Linked DNA regions of Sus scrofa: region 2 is linked to region 1. Evidence: chromatin contacts called from public HiChIP or PLAC-seq data. All regions are on one chromosome and are shown on one strand. The core of a region is the stretch at or near the end of the contact, and the rest is flanking DNA. Distances in the headings are between cores, read along the strand shown. Region 1 holds the start of CAPN7 (calpain 7). Region 2 overlaps SH3BP5 (SH3 domain-binding protein 5).

The links. HiChIP or PLAC-seq counts read pairs in DNA pulled down with a chosen protein or histone mark.
Region 2: an H3K27ac HiChIP or PLAC-seq map of skeletal muscle shows a contact between it and region 1. The contact joins the enhancer-like site here to the promoter of CAPN7 in region 1. A contact is called at or near these places in 1 of 5 promoter capture datasets (liver), 8 of 47 Hi-C or Micro-C datasets (embryonic fibroblasts, heart right ventricle, liver and 2 more) and 2 of 2 datasets of contacts at active chromatin or transcription factors (alveolar macrophages and skeletal muscle).

Annotation. Positions count from the first base shown.
Region 1 is chr13:2,448,821-2,455,850 of Sscrofa11.1, reverse strand. It overlaps CAPN7 (calpain 7), which reads right to left and starts at 3,466. Exons shown (of 21, transcript NM_001097443.1): 1 at 3,361-3,466; 2 at 514-622. The coding sequence starts at 3,462.
Region 2 is chr13:2,511,899-2,518,928 of Sscrofa11.1, reverse strand. The region is part of intron 4 of SH3BP5 (SH3 domain-binding protein 5); the gene reads left to right. Among named protein-coding and RNA genes, the nearest start is that of CAPN7, 63 kb to the right of the region's middle. Within about 2 kb of position 2,953, at least 19 of the 83 cell types and tissues checked have an H3K27ac peak or open chromatin away from gene starts, as enhancers often do. A contact at or near this core is called in skeletal muscle, where this site is marked.

The sequences.
Region 1 (7,030 bases), core at 2,217-4,716:
AATACAAGTTGTTCCAGGACTCTACTTACATGTTGCTTTTCCAAGATACCATTTTAAAAAAGAGTTTAGCTAAGGTCTGAAGGTTGAGGATAATGATACAGTAAAGACTGTGAACCCACTGCTAAAGTCTTTAGACACTAAAGAGGAGGAGTCATTTAATTTTAATAGCAGGAGAGGGCATGTGACAGATATTTAAAAGCAGACTTGAACCAGGGTCCTAATCCGGACGCTGCCCAAGATACACGGTTAGAAGGTAGATAACTCATCGTCATCTGCTGGGAAATTAGGAGGCTGGCCTCTATCACCTCTAAGGCTCCTCTTCACAGACGTATCACTTATTTCCATATGATGATTTTTTAAAATGTGACTATCCAAAGAGGAATGAGCAGCAAGAGAGTAAGGATCAAGAATCAAAGATGAAAATAAAAAAGAAAGAGAATATGTGGGAAAAGTAAGATGTGATGGGAGAGAGGAAAAAAAAAATACAGTGATACAGTGAAGTCCTTTACCAACCTGCTGAATGTAGAGCCTGCACTCTTTCCAGATATTCATTTATTTTTTCTTGAATGTGTTCTAGGCTTGATCCTGCCATCTCAGCATAAATTAAAGCTTGTGCAGCTTCCTAAAAATTAAAAAAAAAAAAAAAGAATTCAAGGGAATCTAACAGATGAATTATAATTTGAATTTTTTTTAACACTTTCTTAACTCACTACTGCTTTCTACGAATGACAAAACAAGAATGTCTTTAAGATAGCAGTAATATTTTGATAAAGTAAATGAGTTATAGAATCCTTCAATACCTTTTCTCGGTTCTGAATATTCTCAATTTTCTCCTACTGTTGAAAATGTATGAAGTCAAACAGAAGAAGGTCATTGTAAACATTTTCTTAGAATAGCTGTGGTTTATATGTTTTTTTCTCTCTCTCTCTTTTTTTTTTTTTTTTGTCTTTTTAGGGCTGCACCTGCAGCATACGGAAGTTCCCAGGCCAGGGTTCTAACTGGAGCTGGAGCTGCTGGCCTATATCACAACCACAGCAATGCCAGATCCAAGCCATGTCTGTGACCTACACCACAACTCGAGGCAACGCCGGATCCTTTAACCCCCTGAGTGAGGCCAGGGATCTAACCTGCATCCTCATGGATACTAGTAAGATTCTTAACAGGAACTCCTTTTCTTTTTTATTTATGCAACAGGTCAGACTCGAAATTATACACCCCAAAAAAGTGAACTGAGTCTTGAATGCATCAGAACAGATAATAATCAATAAAACTAAGTATCAATAAAAAAGATTTTTTTTTTTTTTGTCTTTTTTTTAGCTATTTCTTGGGCCGTTCCTGCGGCATATGGAGGTTCCCAGGCTAGGGGTTGAATTGGAGCTGTAGCCTCCGGCCTACGCCAGAGCCACAGCAACGCAGGAACTGAGCCGCGTCTGCAACCTACACCACAGCTCACGGCAACGCCGGATCGTTAACCCACTGAGCAAGGGCAGGGACCGAACCCGCAACCTCATGGTTCCTAGTCGGATTCGTTAACCACCGCGCCACAACAGGAACTCCAATAAAAAAGATTTTAAAGGTTATCTCACAGTGGAAAGAAAATCTTTTCCTCTACAGAAAATATTGTCAAGGGGGGACACACTGTATGGTAGATTTCAGTTGTATAAAATAAACACTTTAATTAAGAAAATCTGGATTTGTCTTGCCACTATTCCATAACTTCTTCAGCCAGTTAGGCTGTGGCTAGTGAGGAAATGCCTTCATTCTCACCATCAGCATTCTGAGAGGGTGACCAATGCTACCACACAGAAAGTCCACAGAGAGACTTTCCCAGGTACTACCACCTTCTCTGCAGTAACCTTAGCATGTGTACTTCAAAGAACCTCATGCCTGATTATCTGGATCCAAAGAAGCCACCCACTGATCCAGTTATTAGAGCTGGAGTTGTTTCCTTCAAACTACAAAATCAATAAGAAGAGTACAGTTTTGGTCCAAATTGAAATTGGGGATAGAAAAAATACGTTTTCCTCAGATTTCAGTAATTCAGATATCTCAGGGGAGGGAGGAAAATATAACCTTATATGTAAATATTACAGCCAATTTTTAAAACTGTTGGCATCAACTTTATTTTACTCATTTCATTTATACTTGAAAGTGACTAACAATTAAAGAACCCCTTTTAGAAGAGTATGAAGACAGAAAACACTAAATATCTGATAGTTTACATAAACAGCTCCTACAAGCACAACCACTTTTCTGACTCTCAAGGAAAAGAAATTCTTCATAGTAACAAGCAAATCTTACAGCAAAACAAGAGGCACACTGCACAGTATTTTCTTTTGCCTTAGCTATTTCAAATGGCACTATTTTCACCTACAAACATTGGTCAGTTATTGCACAAAACTAAAACAGAGTTTTACTTTTTAAATACCACTCTAATGAAATTGTCAACAAAAAGTCCAAAAGGAATGATTCTAAAACACATCAAGTCTCTAAATATAGATTATAAAGGCAATTAAATATTAACCTGAAAAAAAACCACACGTTAATGACAGCATATACGTTTATAGGAAAAATTTACTACTACTGTATAATCAGTCGACATTGCTTCTAAAAGAAAAGGTAGTAATATCAAGAAGATACAGCTACCTCAGCAGGGAGGCGCAGGGCAAGACGGCAGCGAGACAGTTGTGTTTGCAAATCCTCAGGATTAGGGAGCAAAGAGTGGACTGTGAAGCGCCTAGTCTTTAATAATTCTGGCCCCAATAATTATCCAAATGAAATATCAAAGAAACATGTAAAGCATGAGTATAAGGATATTATGACGCTGAAGATCAAAATATAAATGTTCATAAATGAACATAAAATGACCGGAAGAGTTTGTAAATACACCAAGACACAGCTACAGAATGCATCCACTAACAAGGTAATATTATGAATCTTAAAAAAATTCATAACTTTTTAAAAGTTTCAATGAAAAGATTAAAACAGTATAAACAGTACGATTTGGGGTTTTTTTAAAGGTGTGTAGACACATAGGCGTAGAAAAACAAAGATACAGGTCAAACGCTAGGATATCCGATGCTTTATTCTTTTTAATTGACTTTCTGAGTCCGTCTGAGCACGCACTGTCTCCGAGTACATCCAAGACAGTGAGACCCAGTGAGCTGACAGCTCAGCCTCGCCTTCAGGACGGACCCGACCCTGGAGAGGCTACCAAGCCCAAGAGGAGGACTCCGGGGCGGGGGCGGGGACAGGCCTGGCCTCTCAGCGGGGCCACCGTCCCCCACCCCCGAAGGACAGCGGGAGCGGCGATGCGATGCGAAGCCCATCAGGCAGCACCTGGGCCCGCCCCCAGCCCACCTTGTAGTAAAACACCGCCTCTGAGTAGCGGCCTTCGTGGTCGCGCTGCACCGCCAGCCGCGCGAACTGCACAGCATCCCGTTCCAGCGCCGCCGCGTCCATGGCGGCCCCGCGGCGAGGTCCTCCGCCGCCTGCTGCCCAGGCGAGGCCCGGGCCGCGCAGAAATGCTGGAGCTCACTTCCGGCGGCTGAGGAAGGACAGCGGCCGGCCCCTCAGCACAGACCCGGCTCCCAGCCGGCGGGCAGCCTGACTCCACGGCCGCCGCATTCCCCGCCCCGCCCACCGGTCGCACTGCGCAAGCGCGGCCGGCCGGGTAAGGCGAGTCCGTGAAGCCAGGGCGCCGGGGGCGGTGGGCGGGGCCCGGCCTCCGCGGGGCCGAGTGCACGTGACCGCCACTGCGCCCAGGATTGGACCGACGCAACCGGTGCCACGTCCGAGCGGACGCTGCCTCCGCCCTCTACACGCAGGTGGTAGTGCCCTGCGAGGCTGTTGCTGGCCAGATTAGGGAGGAGGGGCGCATGCGCCTTACGGGGCTCTACCCACTCCCGCCTCCCCACCCCCCCCCCCCCCCCCCCCGGTGCCGGAGAGCTCTTCCCATCTTCTGGGCTGCTTTTTTAAAAATTAGGGAAATACAGTAAGGACATAGGATTCTTATGCGATACTCTTTAATAAGTTTATAGCCGCAAATTCAATTTTAACCCTGTATAACTTTCCGAGGTTATAGTACTGATTGAATTGTGTAATAACAATGTGTACTTATCCTTAGGTTAACAATGCTGTTGTAATACTCAATTAGGTGATTACTTGGCTAATGGTCTTTCTCTTTAAAACTCTGTATTCAGCAATAATAAAAATAAACTAGTGAGAGACACCACAATATTGACAAAACTCGAAATTCACTGTATGTTAAGATGAGAGAGTACAACTGTGACTATGTTTATAAGAAACACCAGAAAAGATGAATCTAATCAATAACGTGTGAAGCTGTTAGGGAACCATGGACCCAAACCGCCTGCCCTGGCTAGCACCGTAGTAGCACCTCGGCTCAAGTCTCCCACACAGGATGTAACACCTTTGCTTAAGTCTCCCACATCAGGATGCTTCAAAAGAACACAAAACCAGTGAAGGGCCTAAAACCAACCTGGAGGAAGCTCAGGAGGGGCCAAGAAGGGCAGGAGACTCCAGTTTATATGTCTTGCTAACCTCCTGGAAACACTCATGCTGGAAACTACCTTGACTAAGAGATGCATAAGCCATCAGGAAGGGCTTTGATCAGAACAAAGGAAGGCAGGAGCAAGGTGACTGGCCAAAGACAATCTGGAAATCTGATGCCCCCGCCTGCTACCACAAAAACCGGAGAGTGTGTGCCACAAGGCAGAGTAGTTCTCCTGGTTTCTGTTACCTGCTGCTCTCTGCTGAAGTGCCCCTTTTCAACAGTCTTTTGCTTTGTCAGTCATGCGTCTCCTCGGACAATTGATTTATTAGTGTTGAACAAGAGCCCACTCTCAGGGGACTCATCCAGTGACAAAATCACATCAATGTTTGGTAACGGATAAGAGAATCTTTTGACAGATTTATAAGCATTTCTTATTTCTTTGGAGGCGATGGAAATGTATTGTGTCTTGAAGGTGATGCCAAAAACACATGCATTTGTTAAGACCTATTATTACACCGTACATTTTAAACGCATACTTCTAATTTTCCTTCATTATACCTCAATAAAAATTTTTTAGTCAGTTGGCTTGCATTTAAATGGGACGCAATTTCCATAACTGTTCCTTCACATTTGGTGAAGTTAATAACTATCTCATTGGATGGTTGTAAAGCGCACAGATGGAGAATTTGACTCTGCCTGCTTCCCATTATTAGCTGCTACAGTTTAATAACTGAAGCAGGGATGGTTTCTGTCTCTATCAGTTTAAACCCAGAATTAAGCCCAAGCTTTGGTCCAGAGCAGGTGTTGAATAAATATTTCAAAATGTTGAGTGAGTCACTCCCCTGCTAAATATACTCAATACACCCTCCCCTATCTTGATTCTAAAGAATGAAGTAAAAATTCCTTAACACAGAATAGAAGTTTCCTTAGAACTGGAGCTCAGGGTGTGTTCCCAAGATATTTGCAGGAACTGATCCCCAAGCTACAGCAGACGAATGCAGTTTTGCTCACTCAGAAGAGGGCTTCTGTGTCTACTGTTCCCCCTTTCGTCTCAGCTTGTAGAATTCCTATCTCCTCTTGAAGGGGGTTTTTCTAGCTCTCCCTGGATTTGTGATCCCTCCCTATACCTTCTCATTTATTCCCTTATTCCTTGTTCACTTATTTGCTGATCACTGAATGCCTACTTGGTGCCAGGCACAGAGCAAAACATTGAAGATACAAAGATAAATGAAAGAGAGTGAGATAAGTCTGGGAAAAGCAAGTTAAAGCTTCAAAGTTAACTACAGTCTTTAAAAACACTGAGACTTCCATGAACATGGTAAACCTTGTCATGTATTGAGGGCTTCTCTTATTGCTCTCAGCAAGGTTTTATAGGGCACAGGTCTTACACATCCATCTTTTGACAGATTTATAAGCATTTCTTACTTCTGATGCTATTTTAAATGGTGTTACTTATTTGGAGTTCCCTTCGTGGTGCAGCGGAAACGAATCCAACTAGAAACCATGAGGTTGTGGGTTCCATCCCTGGCCTTGCTCAGTGGGTTAAGGATCCGGCATGGCTATGAACTGTGGTATAGGTTGAAGACTTGGTTTGGATCTGGCATTGCTGTGGCTCTGGCATAGGCCAGCAGCTACAGCTCTGATTAGACCCCTAGCCTGGGAACCTCCATATGCCGTGGGTGTGGCCCTAAAAGGACAAAAGACTAAATAAATAAATGAATAAATGAAATAGAACAAAATAAAATAAATGGTGTTATTTAGTTTCAATTTCCTCTTGTTTGTGTTAGTGTATAGAAATAGTGTTAATATGTATATATTGACTTTATATCTGGCAATCATAGATTATCCAGAAAAACCTGAAAGTGAGGTGGTGGAGCTTCATGACAGCTACCTGCAGAGAATGTTTACCGGGATATATAGCCTCTACCTGGTCCGCCAGGTCTGTGACATTTACCCTGGCAGAATTTGTCCCATGTTAAGCACTCAGAGTGTCTTGATTAAAATTCCCTCATCCTAAAATAAATAAATAAATAAATAAAAATAAAAAAAATAAAATTCCCTCATCCTACAGCATGAGAGCTCCACACCCCAGAGAGCTAGAAGACACCCTGAGAGAGAGGTGAGCTTGAGAAAACTGGTCACATCCTGCTCAGGAATCCCAGGCTGTTGTGAATCCCTGGCTTCCTTCCTACATATGGCTTCACAGGCAGAAGCAGCAAAGCATCCTTGTGAAATCTGGACTTGCAGAGGCTTATGGAAATAGCACTGCTCTGGGCCACAGTAGGTAGAAACAGAGTAGTAGTAATAGTAATAGTAATAGTGGTAATAGTAGTAATAGTGGTAATAGTAGTAATAGTAATGATAGCAGTGACAGTAGTAGCAGTGTTTATTATTAGTAGTAATAGTAATGATAGCAGTAATAGTAATGGTATTGGTAGCAGTAGTAATTGTGGTATTAGTAGTAGCAGCAGCAATTGTAACGGTAGTAGTTAAGGTGGCCATAATAGTAATGGT
Region 2 (7,030 bases), core at 1,704-4,203, 64 kb before region 1:
GTTTCTCCTTACACCCTGTCTCCCACCCCCGCCGTGTTTGTTGCAATGGGGTGAGGGGCAAGGCGACACATGGCTTCTGTAGCTCCAACTGAGGCCTTGGATGGAGGGTGAGGGAGTGGGTGGGGGCTGTAACCCTCGTCTGGACTCCCCAAGAGGCTGCCTTGCAGGGCTGGAGTAGAAATGTCAGGAGTTTGGAGTTCCCGTCGCGGTACAGCAGAAACAAATTTGACTGGGAACCATGAGGTTGTGGTTCAGTGGGTTGGGGATCCGGCGTTGCTGTGGTGTGGGTTGTAGATGGCAGCTTGGATCCTGCGTTGCTGTGGTGGCAACAGCTCCGATTAGACCCATGGCCTGGGGACCTCCATGTGCCATGGGTGCGGCCCCAGGGGGACAAAAGACAAAAAAAGAAAAAAAAAAAAAAGAAATGTCAGGAGTTGGAGTTCCCGTTGTGGCTCAGTGGAAATGAATCTGACTAGTATCCATGGGGATGCAGCGCAGGTTTGATATAGGCCTCACTCAGTGGGTTAAGGATCCGGTGTTGCCGTGAGCTGTGGTGTAGGTCGCAGATGTGGCTCGGATCTGGCAGTGCTGTGACTGTGGGGTAGGCCAGTGGCTACAGCTCCGATTCCACCCCTAGCCTGGGAACCTCTATGTGCCGCAGGTGCGGCCCTAAAAAGACAGAAAAGAAAAGAAATGTCAGGAGTTGATGCCAGAGGCTCTCTTTTCAATGTCACCTACAGTGGCTCAAGCCCTTGGGGACCTGAGAGTTAAAGATGGCCTTGTGATTCCTTAAATAGAATGCCTGACACACAAAGACTTAGACTTGGTGTCAAGTCTCTGTTGCCTGTCCCACCTCTCCTGAAGCCCGAGGCTCCTGGCCAGGCTTGCATGGCCTGGGGACTCCTGCCCCCTAGTGGACAGGATGCTTAGAGAGCCAAGCACAGACTGGTACAGCTTTCCTGGGTCCACTGGGGAAATACCAAAGGGAGATGGGAAATCTTAGAAATCTACAAGCCTGACATGTGAAAAGGACAGAGAAAGAAGGAAAGGAAGACGGAAAGAAGGAAGAAAAAAAACAGTAGCTCTTTCGAAGAAATAAGCTGAAGCCTGCTTTTTCTTCCTGCCCTCCTTCCACCCCAACCAAGATCCAAATCAGCCAGTCAGAAATCATTTCAGAAATTACTTAATGTTCTTTAAAAAAGAATGTGTTTCTGCTTTTCTTCCCTTCTACTTTTAAAGTCCTGGGGCCCTAGTGGATAGTAAGTGGCAGTCAAGGAGAGATATCCTCAGGACCTCTGCGTCCCAAGACTCCAGAAGCACCATCCATACCAGTCACTGGGAATGGTGCTTCTTGGGGTTGTGCAGTGCACAACTTAGGTGACTGTACAAGACAGCCCTGGGCTCCTGATGTTATGTGGGGCTCCTGAGGGGCATCTGAGGTGTGCCTTCACTGAGGCCACCGAAGGTTTCTTGCTCGTGGGGGGTGACCATTGCAGATGAGCAGGTTTTCTGGGTCACAGGCCAGGATTTCCACCTTGGAGCTGCTGTTCCTCTTCCCAATTTCATGGACCCGAGATGCTGCTCCTTGACCTGATGAAGGAGAAGGAGAAACAGCATGAGAGAGAGCCAGTGGCAGAGCTGTCCTCGGCCACATCCCTGTGTCATTGAGAAACCCAGCCTAGAGGGGGCATGCTCTCTGGATGTGATGGGGGTACAGATGCCCCTGTGTGGCTTTGCTGTGAACCACCCTCTGATTGAGCAGTTCCCGGGGCTGGTGGGCCTGGCACATTCAGCTGCCTGAATGCTGGTAGCTGAAGACAGTGTAAGGTCTAGAACACGGCCTCAGCTGACCTCTGGATCCTCCAGGAAGCCTGTTCCTCCAGGTGAAAGACGCTTCAACTCACCCTCTTCTCCTAAAGCAAGTGCCATGTGAGGGTCTGAGAAAGATGCAGAGCTCGGAAAGGCACACGCTGTCTTGAGGAAGTGGCCGAGCTTTGAGCTTCATGACCCCCACCCAGGCACAGTGCAAGAGCTCTGGGGTCTCCAGGTTCTTTGCCTGAGGCCTGAGTTCTGTTCCCTCAGACTTGGGGTGACAGCCCCTCTTGGACCCAGGCTGAAGTTGACACACTCAAGACCATAAAAAGATGCCAGAGCCCTGGGTTGTGGTTAGGCTGCATGGAGGCCCCAGGAAGGTACAGAGGAACAGTTCTTCACTCAGTGCTGGGGTCAGCAGGGCTTTGGGGGGCACTGGAGTGGCCTCCCGGGGGGTGAGGAGTCCCTGCTGCTCCCACGTGCACTTTAGGCGGCAGAGGCCACCCCTCCAGCTTCACCTGGTTTGTCCGCAAAGCAGCCATTGTAGGGAGGTGATAGCTTTTCACCCTCTGGGAGGGAGAGCAGAGCCCTGGCATCCTGGGAGGGAGAAGCTGGCTTTTCTGGTGTCTGCGCAGAGAGACTGCAGAGAGGAAGATGATGTAGCCTGGAGGTGGGGAGGCTCGAACTGTTAGGAACCAGCAGCTGCTAGCGAGGAAAGGACACGGAGTCAGCCTCTTCTCTGGGCCCCACAAGGGGCTGCCTGGGGCTTGGATCTGAGCCCTGGGATGCACACAAGTCGTCAGGCCAGGTTTCCTGTGCTGGTGGGCATGGACCACCCATCCCTTGCAGCCGTGAGAAGCTACCTTCGCAGGCCCCGTGTGCCCAGGGCTGCAGGAAGAATCTGAAAGCAGCCTGAATGGGCCGAGAATCTAAGGAGGCCATGACACTGCCTTCCCGGGAGCAGAGGACCCTGCTTCTGGCTCTGAGATATTGGGGATGAGGGTGGAGGCCTCAGGGTTGGGAGAGAGGCTGGGAGAGCTTAAGGTGAGGCAGAGCAGCTGTGCTGGCTGGACATCTCCTGGTCAGTCGAGGTCCTTCTGCTGGCAGGACACCCAGCCTGGCTGGCACGCCCTGGCTGGCCTGCGCATTGGCATCCTGGCAGGAAGTGTCTGTTGGAGTGTCTTGTGTGTGTGGCTGTGAGCAGAGGGCCTGGGCTGCCCTGTGGCTCCCAGGAGGGGGCCAGTCAGCAGTGTTGGACCCCCATTCTGTCTGTCCTGCTGACCTAGGAGGAGGCCTGTGGCTCTTCAGAGTATAAGCACCAGCAGCGGCTGGCCCACATGCTCTTTACAGGGCCCGCTGCACACTGCCTGCCTGGGGCATGGTGCTGTGTTGTTCTGGCCACTCGGGCCTCAAACCCAGGGCCTCAGACCTTCCCACTGGGCAGCAGCAGGTGGTCAGGTCTTGGGCATTTGAGGCTAATAACGACGGGCTGGAGTACAAGTCTGCCGTTTGGGGAACCCCAGGAACGAGGCACCCAGAGGTCAGCATGGAGCTCGTGGGTCCTCCCTGGCACCCAGTCCTCTTTGGGAAGAGCGAGGCCAGGACTGTTGTGCAGGACAGTGATTCCTCCAGGTGCCTGCCAGCTGTGGAGAAGGATGCAGGAAGCCCAGTGTTGCTCCCGTCTGGATCCCCATACAGAGTGGACACGTGGCTGGGCCAAGCCCCCCAGCCCTTTCCCCCAGGACCTCACACCAAGTCCCCCAGTGCCACCTCTGCTGCCAAGCCACCCCCCCAGGCCACCTTGGGCCCAGCAGCCTGGATCTTAGCTGCCTGAGTGATGCGGTGCTGCTGGGCATCTGTACCATGAAGCTTGTGGCCTGGGGTTTAGTCTCTAGTGCATTCTGTGCCCAGAGTAGGTGCTTAATCAGTACGCGAGGCTCGGAGTTGAATATGCTGGTGGGAAACTGGAGAGCATGGTGCAGAGGTGGGCACAGGGGCCTGGAGTCCAGGCAAAATGGCCCCACCCCTGGCCTGGTGCCTTGGAGTTGGGCAGCACTTGCATTCTGGCCGCTTGGAGGCCTGCAGAGACATCTGCATTGTGCTTCCTTTTGTGGCTTCCACCTTCTGGGCAGAGACTCCCCATGCCACCCCCTACCCTTACCCCCCACCTTTCTTTCCTCCTTTGGGGCACAAAGTTCATGCCTGATTCCAAGCTTCAGATCCAGGGGCTGCTTGGTTACCTAGGAGACATAACTGAGGCATCTGCTTGTGACTTTCCCCTTGGGGGCCGGAAGTGGAGTCAGGGCGCTTCTCCAAGATTGGGAGTTGCATGTGGGGTCGGGGATTTGGGACAGGAGATGGTCACTGTGGCCTGGTAGGGGTGAGGCGGGGGACACTGCTGCCTCATTCTGCACTGGCAGTATTGCTAAAGGCTTGGAGCCTTCTGAGTGTTTAATTTTAGAATGCCTGTGCTGCGTTTTGCACACTAGGAGCCAAGAAAGCACGAGGGCCTGTGTGCAGCCAGCAAGAACCTTGCTTCTTGCTGGGGACGCTCTGTACCACAGGCCTCAAATCACAGCTTTCGTAGATCATCTATTTAAAATGTTTTCAGCTCCTTAAAGGGGAACCTTGCATGGAATCCTCTTGTAGTGAAACAAATCGCCACAATACGTGGTCTTCATTCATCTGTCTGACATGCCTGGGTTTTGAATGTTGAGAAAGGATACACCAGTAAATGCTTAAAGCTAAGACTTAAGACTAAAGAGTTACTGCTGGTAGTTCCCTTTGTGGTTCAGCAGTTAGCAAACCTGTCTAGCATCCACGAGGACTCGGGTTCTATCCCTGGCCTCACTCCGTGGGTTAAGGATCCAGCATTGCCCTGAGCTGTGGTGTAGGTCACAGACATGGCTCGGATCCCGTGTTGCTGTGGCTGTGGTGTAGGCCGGCAGCTGTAGCTTCAATTCGACCCCTAGCCTGGGAACTTCCATATGCCGTGAGTGCCACCCTCAAAGACACACACACACACACATAAGTGTCTCAGACATTAAAACCATTGTTTAAAGATGTGTGGTTTTTTTTTTTTTTTTTTTTTGTCTTTTTGCCATTTCTTGGGCCGCTCCCTCGGCATATGGAGGTTCCCAGGCTAGGGGTCGAATCGGAGCTGTAGCTGCTGGCCTACGCCAGAGCCACAGCAACGCGAGATCCAAGCCGCGTCTGCAACCTACACCACAGCTCACGGCAACGCCGGATCCTTAACCCGCTGAGCAAGGGCAGGGACCGAACCCGCAACCTCATGGTTCCTAGTCGGATTCGTTAACCACTGCGCCACGACGGGAACTCCTAAAGATGTGTATTTTAAAGAAGGTGAAGGTTTAATTCTGATAAATATAAAATGTTCCCCGGTGAGATTTTACTTAACTTATTAATTAAGAACAGAACTAAGATGTTGTAAATAGCTCTTGTAAAGGAGAATTTAAAAAACACACACACACACACACACACACACACACACACACTCATTCATACAGAAGGCTAGGAGTGCTGAAATGAATTTACAAACAGAGAGTTGGTCAATATTTACACAGTAGTCAATAATCAAATGCATCTCCACTGGACACGCTTTACCTTCATTTGTAAGGATAAGAATCATTTATCTTACTATCAATTTCCTACAACTTACAGGATGGCAAAATAACTCCAAGACAGTGAAAGCCAGAGATAACCTGAAGAGGGCATTAAATAGGACACCCTGTCATTTTTATGCTTGTATTAAAGTCTTTCAGAATTTTTCCTGACACTTCAACCCTTATTATAAGTGCATAAGTAGGAATTCCCATTGTGGCTTAGTGGTAACAAATCTGACTAGATGCACGTTCGATTCCTGGCCTTGTGCAGTAGGTTAAGGATCTGTTGTTGCCACGAGCTGTGGCATAGGCTCCTAGCCTGGGAACTTCCAGGGGCGGCCCTAAAAAATAAAAAAGACCAAAAAAAGTACATAAGTAAACTACTTATGGGCTGACTGTGGCTGTTACCTAGAGGGGGTGATAGAACGCTGGCCACCTCCTGGGTGGTGTCTTCCTGAAACTGTCCTGCTGGATAGTGGGCTGAGGATCCTCTGGGCTCCTCTCTGCTGCTCTTCAGATAAAATGAAGCATGGCCCTCTAGACCCACTTTGCTTCTTTTCCTCCAGTTTGTCTTGTAACACTTGGGTGAGTTTTAAATAGAAGATGAGAAGGAAGTTGAGAGCTGCTTACCTGGCCCACATGCATGCCTTTGAGCTGCTTGGTTTGGGGCCATGGAGAGCCCCCCTTTTTTGGCAGTGCCCACAGCATGTGGAAGTTCCTGGGCCAGGAATCAAACCCACGCCACAGCTGTGACCCAAGCCACAACAGTGACAACACCAGATCCTTAACCCAGTGAGCTACCAAGGAACTATTTATTTATTTCCTTGGAGAGCCCTTGATTACTGGCTTTTTAACTCATTTAAAAAGTATCCCTGGAGTTCCCTTTGTGGCTCGGTGGTAATGAACCTGACTAGTACCCATGAGGATGTGAGTTTGATCCCTGGCCTTGCTCAGCGGGCTTAAGGTTCTGGCGTTGCCATGAGCTGTGGCATAGGTTGCAGATGCAGCTCGGATCCCGCATTGCTGCGGCTGTGGTGTAGGCCAGCAGCTGCAGCTCCAATTTTACCCCTAGCCTGGGAACTTTCGTATGTCGCAGGTGCAGACCTAAAAAAAGAAAAAAAAAAAAATTCCCACCAGAACACTGATGCGTCTCCGGCTCATAAATTTTTGTGAACATCAAAACCTGTTCAGTTTGACCCTTCTGGATCTTGGATTCTTGTGTGCATACCAGCCAATTCAGGGTATTTGGGAAGGGGCCAAACAGCTGAGGTCACCCTTGCCTTGCTGTCCTGATGTGTGCGCATATGCTTGGTTTTGTAGGGCTCCTGGTTTTATAGGGTCTCTGTGGTCTGAGTTCCCGTTGCTGCCACCTGCCTGCCATGCCCCAGGGCAGGAGCAAGAGATGCCCATAATGACTGCTCGGAGGAAGTGGGCATGGACTGAATCAGAAAATATTTCCTGTGTTTCTCTGATCATTGTTTTCCCTTCTCTTTTTTTTCTGCTCAGCCAATTTGGCTATTTAACCTAACCTGACATGACTTTTCCTTTTCCAGAGTAGGTGAATAGGGAAAGTCATCCTATTTTCTTTGGGAGTT